Regions from separate parts of the Cricetulus griseus genome. Here region 1 is linked to region 2. The links are chromatin contacts, called in public Hi-C maps. All regions are on one chromosome and are shown on one strand. The core of a region is the stretch at or near the end of the contact, and the rest is flanking DNA. Distances in the headings are between cores, read along the strand shown. Region 1 holds the start of Megf6 (multiple epidermal growth factor-like domains protein 6). Region 2 overlaps Megf6 (multiple epidermal growth factor-like domains protein 6).

Region 1 (5,368 bases), core at 2,142-4,641, 94 kb after region 2:
GCCCCTGAAGAGCCCAGCAGACACCCAAGATCTTCTCTGGGCCAAAGGTGTCATTCTCACCAAGGCAGGAAAGGCAAAGCTCAAACCACAAGGTAGACCCAGGGCCAGCAGAGGGAGGAGACTTCAGCCCAGCTGCAGGGCCCTCTGTTGAAGCATGGAATGGGGCTCCAAGAAGCTGGGAGTCTTTGCAGGAGCTAGAGGCCTGGGATGCTCGTGGCAATGGCGCCCTTTACCGGGCGTGGGAGTGGGAGGCAGGCACACCGTTTCTGTGAGAGGATGCTCTGTCTACACCTCCCCCTCATCTGGCCTCATGCCTCACCTCTGGCCTGGGTACAGCTGGCACACTGAAAAGTGCAAGACTTTAGGGACAGGAGCCCAGTGGCTGTCTGGGACATCGCCACACCGTGAGAAGGCAGATCGGAGACCCTCAGAGGTCTCCCACCAAGCACAAGGCCATCAGAGGAGGTTCAGCAGACATGCACTCCTTCCCCTGCTCTGCCTCCACCACAGCTACAGCACAGCTCCTGTTTTCTGGGATGTCTGGCCATTCCCCACACCCCGAAGAGGGGCATTAGGAGCTACTCAAGAGACGAACTGGAAAAGGCCTCAGCCATGGAGAATGTGGCTGTTTAAGGCCCCCCGGGGCCAGTAGGCCCAAAAAGCTCCTTGCAAGATGGAACTTGAGCTTGGTGGGGAGAGGGGCCTTCTACCTGACTGGGGTAGGAGGGGTCATCACTATGTGTTTCCAAATCCCTGGCAGGTTTCTTGGCATGGCTGCCCAAAGGGGCTCCAACCTGGGAGAAGCTCTGTATTTTGAAGCTGTGTATGAACACTGTGAGGTAGCCTCAGCCAGCGCTTGGGGCTCCGGTACATGGGCAACCTCTCTCTCCACCCTCAACAGGGCTGCAGGAAGTCTTTAAGGAGCCATGCCAGCTTTGCACTCCTCAGCAGTCGCTCCCAACTCCAGACGAAATGGGCAAGCCATGCTTCCACGAAGCTGAAAGTCACTTAGAGGAAAAACAAGCAGGTAGCCAGGCTCTGGCCATTGAATCTGGGCACCCTCAGTTGACAGCAGCCAGAGAATAATGCCCATTGCTCTGGCAGATTCATGAGGGCACCTGGGATGGGCGTCAGAGCCACCCTACCCCTAGAACCCACAGAGGCCTGTGGCTTGCACACCAGCTGTAGGGGGTTACGGGCAGGAAGACAAAGTACTATGAAAAGTCCGCAGCTATCAGCTCAGGAAAACTGGCCAAAGAGGTGTGGCAACCGTACCAGGCCCTGCCAGCCCATTAGAACTCCTGGGGGCGGGAGGGGGGGAGGCAGCAGGGCAGAGAGGGTCGGCCAGGAGGAAGTATTTTCTAGGGTCCTGGCTGCCTTCCCAGCCCCCCTCTCCTGCTCCTCTGAGTGGTGGGGAGCAAAGGTTAAATCTGCAGAGTCACCTCTGGAAGCTGGCCCTTCCTCATGGCTTCCACCTGCTTTCTGCTCAGCAAGTCAAGTGCTCCTTCTCCAAAGCCCAGAAAGATCTCTCTGCTGGTCTAGCCAAATGAAACCCTCCCTCACTGGCCCAGCCAGCTAGGGCCCATGTGCAGATGCCGGAGAGATACAGTTATGGGGAAGACAGCCGGGATTTTTGGCCAACCTGGAACTCAGACCCACTCAAAATGGACAATCTGAGAACAGAAGCCTGTTGGGACCCCAAGAGCCGGGGAGTGAGGGCACAAGCCCCAGAGATGCAGCCCCCACTGCAGGAAGAAAGGAAGGCAGGCCCTGGAAAACGCATCAAGAAGGGACAGGCTCTCCTGCTACCCATCCACAACCAGTCCCAACAACCTTTTCAACAGCTAAAGACTTCCCAGGCGCAGGTGAGCAGGACACAGGCAGCAAGCTCTTGGCTCCACTCCCAGGGAGATCAGTAGGAGTGGACAGAGCTGGGTGGAGAACCCATAAAGGGCGACCAACAGTTTCCACATTTGCCAGATTGCATCTATCCACCCAAAATCTCAGGAAGACTGTGTCTGCTGCTCCTCTCAACCAGGGAAGCCGGCAGACAGGCTGGCATCCCTGGCCACTACGCTAATTACCAGAATCATCCTGGGGTAAAGCTCCTTCTGGGCAAACTTACAGCTAAGAGAAATGAGCAGCAGTAGCCAGGGACACAGGCTGCTTCCATTATCGGGTGAGGCCCCCAATTCAGATCAGCTCTCCTTTGTAATGGCCATGAGGACCAAAGCAAGGCCCAGGGTGGGGGTCTGAAGGCACCAGCCCCAGTGGGAAGCTTGTCTTCTCATTCCCTCAGGGAGCCATGGCTCTGTTCTCAAGGCCAAGTACGCGGTGAATCCACCAGTTGCCAGCCCTAGACAGGAGCAGCAAGTCCCTTCTGTGGCTGAAAGGGCGCTCTAATCGGCAGAGAGGAAGCCCCCAACTCAGGCCTGAAGGGTCCCTCGTCCACTCCCCAGGCAGCCCCAGCAGCTTTGCCAAGTTTGCAAGGCCCCACCTTGCATCCTGCAGGGAAGGGCCGGGTGGGGGCCGCAGGCCTCTCATCCGTGCACCTCATCCACTTGGGCTCAGTTCGCACCGGCTTTCCTTTGAGGCCAACAGAGGGATCGCTTTTCAGTTTAAGAGACCGCTAACCCGCCTGTTGGGGAATCATCTTTCAAAATTAAATCCGTCGCCGCTGGCTCCCTGACCCTCTCTTCCTGCCCATTCTAGTACTAAATTCCTTCTCCCGAGGCCCCAGAGCGCACGTGTTTAACACACAAACCAGTTCTGGCAGCCCCCTCTGGGCACCCCCGCCCCTGCGCAGGCCCCCAGACCCCAGGAGACCAGCTTCGGGAGGAAGTGGGACCAGGCTGCTTCCTCTCGGCCGTCTCCAAGCCGGTTCCCCAGCTGTACCCTGCGGCGCAGGGGCTTGGATTCCTCACCTCTCCAAACTTCAGCGTCCTCCTAAATCTGCAGAACCCTCGCTATAGAGGCGGGAACCGGGAGACTAGGAACCTGTGGCAGCCTCGAGGGCCCCAGATCCAACCCGGGACCCCACGTCTAGACCATCCGCTCTTTAGTTAAGGCAAAGAGCCCATTGTTCTGGGTCCCCAAGGACAAAGCTCCGAGCTCTGTCCGGGTCAACGTCGCTGCCGCGAGCTTCGGGACTCGCGCTACTCACATGCTTGGCTGCAGCGGGCGCGGGGGTCGCGGCGGAGCGACTGCAGGCACCGCGGGGAGCAGCAGCAGAGCCAGGGCCAGCGCGCGCCAAGCCGCTCTCGCCTCCGCCCGGACAGGCATCGTGCGCGCGGTCGCGCTCCCACTCGATCCTCTACTCTCCGACTCACAAGCGGCTCTTGTGGCCACGAGACCCCTTCCTCACGCGCGCCATGCCCCGGAGGTGAGCGGGGTGCAGCAACCGAGTCGCGCCAGGTGCCGGGCGCGAGGTCGCCGCAGGTGCGGATGGTGCAGCTTCCCCGAGCACTGAGACCTTCTCGCTCCGCTCTGCAGACACTTGCCAGGAGTGATAGAGAGCGAACTCGGAGCGGGACGCCCCAGACGTCAGGCCCGCCAGCCGCACGCCCCCGCCCGGACCCCAGCCCCCTCCCGCCCCGGCTCCCGCCCCTTTTCGGCCCCACCCCCCAGCCCAGGCCACGCCCGTTCCGCCTTCGGCCCCTCCCAGACCTCCCAATAGAAAGCCCACTTCCCACCCCCCGCCAGCCCCTCCCCTCCGCGACTCCTCATCCAGCCCACAAGACTAAGCTCGCGTCCCTGTACCCGACACCTAGCTTCATTTGAGCATCCTCTTAGGGTTCCCTGCGCACCTCCGGCCGAGAGCCCCAGGTCTGCTCCCATACAAGTGACCAATCCTATCCGATCTGGATATCGCACACCTAGCAAACACGACTCGACCACGACTCGGGACCTCGGCAGGCGCATCTTTGGCTTCTCTCCACGAACACTGCGTTCATCTTCCCTTGACTCCTCATCCCGCGCGCCGCCTCGGCTGCCCCAGAAGCAGGAGGAGATTGGGGAACGGGGAGGGCAGCCTTTGTGTCACCTCCTTTGTGCACTGACATGAGGTGACACACCACCGCCGGAGCATCTGTATTCCTGGTTCTGCGCTGAGTGCTTCAGGATGGTGGCATGGGGTGAAGTGGGCGTGTAAGTCCCACCAGACTCCTGCATAGGGGCCTGGAAAGCGAGGCAACTCCCTGCTCCGGGCTATTTGCTGTCCTTTAAGTCTGGTTTTGTTTTGATGTGACTTTTTTTCCCCAGGGCTAGGGCCAGATTCTCCAGTGCTAGACATGGTGTCTCTGGGGCCAGGATTTACCAGACACTCAGGGGCTCCTTTTGGAAGTTGAGCTGGGGTAGTCCCAAAAGGGCACAGTGTGAGGATCAGCCCCTGCTAGTCTTGCTGGAGACTTGTGCCTTTGCACTCTTTTGAAGACCTCCCTCCTCTACCATTCCCTGAGGGATGAGGCAGGTGTTCCAACCTCCTTCTCCCCGATGATTGAGGGAACCTCTGGTAGAGGTTCCTGGAAGTGGAGGTGCAAACGTGTTCCACTCCCATTTCAGAAGGCTGCGTCCGCGTTAATGGGTGGGTACTGCCGGCTCAGCTCGGACCTGCTGCTGACCCAGGTGTGGAGGGAACCACAGTGCCAGGAAGGGAGCAGAGGCCCCTGCCTCAGCTTACAAGACTACAGACTGCGATAATCACAGGAGCCTGACTTCGGGGAGGGAAGAAGGGATGGATGAGAGAGGGAGGGGTGGGGAGAGAGAAGAGAGAGGAGAGAGGAGAGAGAGACAGGCAGGGAAAGGGACAAGTGGTCCTGGGACTTGCTACCTGATTCCCCAAACAGGACCCCAGTTTACCCTGCTGTTCTGGATCTCACTCTTCTGCCTGAAGCCATCACCAGATCCTCCCTGGATCCCAGTAGCAGAGGCTGACCCAAGCCTTCTGGGTGACTCTCAAGTACCTGCCTCCCAGGTGTCTGCACCCAAGAAATCATCGAGTATCCCACCTCAGCCAGGGGCCTCCCCAAGCCAGAACTGCAGTGGGCCCATCTGTCTGTTCCTTCTTTGCACCTCTTTCTCTCCTGGAGTTGGCTCCTGCATTTTCAGCAGTGTGTGCACATGGATAGGGAGCCTGAAAAAGCTCACCTCTGCTCTGCTAAACCCTGCCCGGGGCCAGGTGAGGGGGTGTGGGTGAAAGATGATTCCATCTCACTATCTTCTCTGCTCATCAGAGAAGAAATCATCCTGGGTTAGAAAGAGAATCTATAGGTGGGGCAGGGTCTGGGCTTTTAGTATTCTGAAGCCTATGTGGGGACCTTATTGAAGAAAGATAATGCAGAAGGAAATGATTTTACTAATTTCAAAAAAA
Region 2 (5,655 bases), core at 682-3,181:
CCAGCCCAGAGCCTGGTCAGGCTCATCCCATCTCTCCCCATGAACAATGACATGAGAAAGTGGCCATTGCTTTCATGAATTAGGACCAGCCTAGACAGTGTGTTCAAGGTCAGGGGACAGTCCCACTCACAGTGCTCGCAAGCTTGACCGTAGAAGCCAGGGCCACAGTGGCAAGCACCCGTGGTGGGCTCACAAGTCCCATTGTTCTGGCATGAGCACTTGAAGAGGCAGGCAGCACCATAGCGCCCAGCAGGGCAAGCTGTGTAGGGATAGGACAAAGATTTAAGTGCACCTGACTCTGCCCCTGCCTCCCCCACACAGCCGCCCAGGCCCTAAGCTCTGCATCTTTCTCGGGGTCCAGAGAAAGACCCTCCCTGCTCAGAATCCACATGGACATTCCAGTCCAGCTGCCCTCATAAACTCACCCTGCTCACAGTGTGGCCCCATCCAGCCCAGGGGGCAGGAGCAGCTGCCATTAGTAGCATGACACAGGCCCCCATTTCTGCAGGCACACTTGAGCTCACAGTTCTTGCCAAACCGATCTTGGGGACACCCTAAGGGCAAGAAAGCAGGCACAACTGAGAACTCTAGCAGGGGCTGGACACGTCCCTGCACAGACAGGCACTGGCATTCACTCAACCAATGATTCCTGAGCTGCCTAGGGTTGGTCTTGCCCTCACAGCATCCACTCTTCACACAGCATCTTGGACAGCCAGCACCAGGTCTAGAAGGACCACTCTAAGATAAGGGGACCATGGTCTTCAAGGGGCTGTAAGCACCTACACAGCCAGCAAGCAGTCAGGAAGGCTTCACTCCACACTTCCTCAAGGCTGAGAATGTGTGTGCACTGGAGACCCCAGGTCAGGCATGGCCAGCCGTAGGGACTCAGAGATGGCCGGTCTCCCACTTTGTACTGCTTGCCACAATGCTGTCTTTTCTAGGAATGAATGAGGTGGCATCCTGGCTACAGCCTGGCCTTGGGCTTCTAATCTGACTACACCAGTCCCCCAGGCACCAGACTGACAACAAGGGTTCAGAGAGCAGCCCTTTGTGAGGGGGAAGTGAGAAGCTGTGCCTGCAGAGCCTTGGAACTGGGCACACTGGCATGAGCATGTGTCACGACCACTGTCCCCTGGTCCACCCATTGTTCACCAGTCCAGCTTGTCTCTGCTGGGGACCCCGGCCTGGGCCTGGCAAAAAGGGCCAGGAAGATACTCTTCCAAGAAAAATGTCACCAGGACACAACAGCTACCAGGCTCAGGAGAGGGTCCCACTGGCCACAAAGACATGAACAGGCCCCTGAGTGAACCAAGTCTCAAGAGTCCTGTGTGGGTGGGGCCTGAGTCGGCATAGGATGACCTGTTTGCCAGCAAGGCCAGCTGTCCATATGGGGAGGACACTGCTTTCTCAGCCCCAAGGTCTCTGGAGAATCCACAATGGCTATGAGTGTGACTATGTCCCTGGGGAACGGGCACCCCTCCCATGATGGGTTCATTTCAGCAGCCTGCTCCTTAACTCAATGACACATCGGTGAACAGTGCATGAGCCCAGCCCCCGATACTCACCATGCTCACAATGGACTCCAGTCTTCCCAGGAGAACAGATGCAAATCCCTGACACAGCGTCACAGGCCGCCCCTTGTCCACATGCACACACGTGGGCACAACTGGGGCCAAAGCGACCCTGTGGACAGGCTGTGGAGAGGGCAGGTAAGTAGTTACCTCCCCTTGGGCTCTGCCAGAGGCTGTACCAACCCCAGTGACAGGACAGGAGACACAGGGGCAAACCACCAATTCCCAGTGCCCTCCATCTCCCTCCATGAAAAGGCTCTGCTGGGAGCTGGGCCCCAGGCCATCTCTACAGAGATACATTGACATAACACCCCCAGCTCTGCCTGCATTTCAAATGGGGAAAGTCCCCATGTGACTCAGGAGAAAGTCCCTTTCCTGGGCAGGAGGTTGGCCACAGGGATGTACTCAGTGCCCGGCATATTATCTGGGACAGAGCTGGCCAGAAGGCCAGGGCCCTCTGGGATCACACTGATGTCCCAGGACAGCACACCCTCACTGCCATTTTACCTTAGTTCAGCAATGGGGAACCCAAGAATCAGGGAAGCAGTGGGCGGGGCACTGTCCTCCCATAGGCTGGCTGGCAAGGCCCTGCCCCCTTCCCCAGAAATTCAACAATAAGCCATCCAGCCCTGCCACCTGGCTCCTCACCAAGGCTGCAGTCGGCCCCAAGGAATCCAGCAGGGCAGTGGCAAGCTCCTGTGGCTATGTCGCAAGAGCCACCATTGAGGCACTTACAAATTTGTTCACAGCCTGGCCCATAGCGCCCAGGTGGGCAGCCTGCAGGGAGAGAGAGCGCCTGCTACATGAGCTGGGGGCTGGAGTCAAGCATGCAGCACCCCTGAACGTGGCATGGCCACCCTGTGAGCTGCCAACCTCCACCCTGCATCCCAGAATGGCAGACAGAACCCCAGGTCCCCCGAGGCAGTGGACAACACTCACGTTGCTGACAGTTGGTGCCATGGTAACCGGCAGCACACACACAGGCCCCTGAAGCAGGGTGGCAGGCCCAGGTCTCACCAGAACATTGGCATAGGTGCCCACAGTCCTTTCCAAAGGTGCCAGGCTGGCAGGCTGGATATAAGTTGGGTAGGGTCAGGCCTGGCCTAGCCCTCAGAAATCCCATTGTCCCTCTCCACAAAGTAGATGTTAGGAGAGCACCTACCCTGCTCACAGCCAGGTCCAGTGAAGCCAGGTGGACAATGGCACTCCCCAGTAACATGGTGGCAGGAGGCACCAGGTGGGCAGTGGCAACGCTGGGCACAGGCCTCTCCAAACCAGCCACGTGGACAGGCTGCAGGAAGGTAGAATTAGTTAGGCTTTCCTGGAAAGGGGCAGCGGGGAGTCCTGAGGTGGCTGTGCAGGGCCAGCTCCCTCCCAGCAACTGGATCCATACACTATTATCAGTGCTCACCATCCTCGCAGTGTGAGCCCCTCCATCCCGGGGGACAGAGGCAGGCCCCTGTGACATGGTGGCAGGTGGCACCTCTCCGGCAGTTACAATGCTCTTCACAGTGAACCCCAAACATGCCCTTGGAACAGGCTGTGGCGTGAGAGACAGACAGGAAGGCTGGGAATTACAGCCCCAGGACCTCTGCCCATGGAAATTAAGGAAAAAGGGGAGGCTGGGACAAGAAGATGTAAAGAGTCACTGGATCCCCCTGAGGATCCCAACACAGCCTACCAACCAGCATCAGCAGCCCCAAGCTTGGGTCTGAGCAAGGGGCTCTCTGGGCTGGGTCTGCAAATGACAGTGCCTAGATTGAAGGGCAGCCAGGGAGTGGAAGACTTGGTGAGGGTGTTCAAGCCTGGAAGGGTGGACAAGGACCCTGGGCACAAAAGCCACAGCCTGGGCAGCCGCCTGTAATCATGGAGCCTGGAACAATACAGGCTTCGAGTCCAGAGACCAAGGCTTTCTCTCTGAAGCCTTGAGATGAGGTACACACACCCCTCTCTCCAAAGTAGAAGCAAACAAGCCAATCAGGCTGGCCTCTTAGGTACAGCCAGGAAGCCCTGAACCCATTTAAAACTGGGCCACATTGGTGAGAACCAGGCTTGGCCCATATCTTCAGCATGGAGTAAAACCGGATCACCCTTGGCAGAACCTCCCAGCTTCCCAGAACCCACTCACGGCTCTGACACTTGTCCCCAGTCCAGCCAGCTGGGCAGAGGCAGTGACCCGTGAGCCGGTCACACATGCCCCCATTAAGGCAACTGCAGCTGAACTGACAGCCAGCTCCATAGTGTCCGGGAAGGCACTCTGAAAAAGTAGGCGGAGGGAGTGAGGGAGGGAGGGTCTGACTTTCTGAGCTAGGGCTCTGCCCAGGAGACACTATCCCAACCTTCTTACACCTGTGTTCTTGGATGGAAGGCCACCCCCAGGGTGCTGCCCCCTCAAGGAGTCTTCCTAGGCCTGAGATCACATCTACTACCTAGGCCAGCCAGCTCACCTTTCTCACAGGCCAAGCCGGTCCAGCCCTCCGGGCATGTGCACTGGCCCAAGATGGGGTCACAGCTCCCTCCATTGCGGCAAAGACAGGAATGCTGACAGTCCTTGCCGTACAGGCCAGCAGGGCAGGCTGAGGCCCAGAAAGCAGAAGCAAGCCTCAGCATCTGGCCAGCAGAGACCTTTGGAGTTCTTTAAGTTCCCACACATCCCCGAAGCCCAACCTGACTTTCAAGTTGGACTCTAATCAGGGCTGGTTTTATGATGCCCCAGACCAGGCCTGTACTGGACCCACTGACCTGGCCTTGAGCATGTGACACTAAAGGCCACAGTCAAGCTCCCTCCCAACTTCCCCCCAAAGCCCATGCTGACAGGTGAGCGTTGCACCTACCCTGGCATCCCATGCACACATGTCCCTCCATGGGCCCAATGAGAGGTCATTACCCAGTACTGGACCCTGAACTCCCAGGCAGGGCTTACCCTGCAGGCAGGTGGGTCCCATCCAACCAGGGGCACAGTGGCATTGCCCATGGATAGGGTCGCAGGAGGCCCCGTTGAAACAGGTACAAACCTGGCTGCAGTTAAGCCCGTAGGTGAGGGATGGACAACCTGTAAGGGGAGAGGAGCCATCAGGGGCATGGCCAGGGGACCACAGCAAGAGCTATCATGGAGCTGAGCAAACCTCCCAAGCTCAGGGCCAGGTCTCAGCAGCCACAAAAGGGATGGACACTTGGGATCCTGTGGGTAGAGCTATGTCCTCAGTCGGATGGCAGGAAGGGGCCCCAGGGGTGTCCCCGCCCCCATGAAGAACCCACAGCACCTAGGCTTACTCCCCTTACATACTCTGGGCACAGCGTGGGCCCCAGCGGCCAGCTGGGCAGATGCAGGAGCCGGTCACAGCATCACAGGTGGCCCCAGCAGAGCAGTTGCAAGCACTGCCACAGTCTAACCCGAAGAAGCCGGCAGGACAGGCTACAGACAGAGGTGGCACTGACAAGAGGCTCAAAGGCCAGAGGACCCTGCCCTGCACTCAGGGCCCACACCAGACTGCACCCAGCCTACCATGCTCACACCCCAGCTATACTCATTTTATCATGCTCACACCCCAGCCTGCACCCAGCCTATACCCATATTACCATGTTCCCACTCCAGCCTGCACCCATCTTTACCATGTTCACACCCTAGTGGGCACCCAGCATACACCCATCCAGTTTACCATGCTCACACCCCAGCCTGCACCCACCCAGCCTACCATGCTCACACCCCAGCCTGCACCCACCCAGCTTACCATGTTCACAGAAGCTTCCCCTCCAGCCGGCTGGGCAGGTACAGGCCCCACTGACATGGTCACAGGTTGCCCCATGCTCACACTTGCACTTCTGCTCACAGCTAGGACCAAAGTACCCCTGGCGACACCCTGAGGCACAAAGGGCAGTCCACCATTGGCTCAGACACCAAGAGTCTGGCAGAGCCCAGGGCTTGGGGGAAAGGCCTGATTGACAAACAAGTTCCTCCGTTCCCAACAGTGGGGACACCTGGCCTTACCACACACTCCTCTTACCCTTTCCCCAGATGGGAGGTAAGAGTCCCAGACCTCATCTTCAGGGCCCACGTGGGATCTCATCTATGGCTGCCTCTAAA

Evidence for each region. Hi-C and Micro-C count contacts between places; a contact is called where the count stands out from the background.
Region 1: a Hi-C map of fibroblasts shows a contact between it and region 2, with 4 times the contacts expected there. The contact joins the promoter of Megf6 here to the enhancer-like site in region 2. A contact is called at or near these places in 5 of 8 Hi-C or Micro-C datasets (the CHL-YN cell line, the CHO-K1 cell line, fibroblasts and 1 more).

The regions. Positions count from the first base shown.
Region 1 is chr2:2,127,715-2,133,082 of CriGri-PICRH-1.0, forward strand. It overlaps Megf6 (multiple epidermal growth factor-like domains protein 6), which reads right to left and starts at 3,392. Exons shown (of 37, transcript XM_027398478.2): 1 at 3,164-3,392. The coding sequence starts at 3,282.
Region 2 is chr2:2,034,835-2,040,489 of CriGri-PICRH-1.0, forward strand. Megf6 (multiple epidermal growth factor-like domains protein 6) reads right to left here. Exons shown (of 37, transcript XM_027398478.2): 22 at 5,303-5,431; 23 at 4,858-4,986; 24 at 4,495-4,623; 25 at 4,019-4,147; 26 at 3,700-3,828; 27 at 2,983-3,111; 28 at 2,734-2,862; 29 at 2,511-2,642; 30 at 2,220-2,348; 31 at 1,566-1,694; 32 at 426-554; 33 at 131-259. Among named protein-coding and RNA genes, the nearest start is that of Arhgef16, 30 kb to the left of the region's middle. Within about 2 kb of position 1,932, at least 2 of the 6 cell types and tissues checked have open chromatin away from gene starts, as enhancers often do. A contact at or near this core is called in the CHO-K1 cell line and fibroblasts, where this site is marked.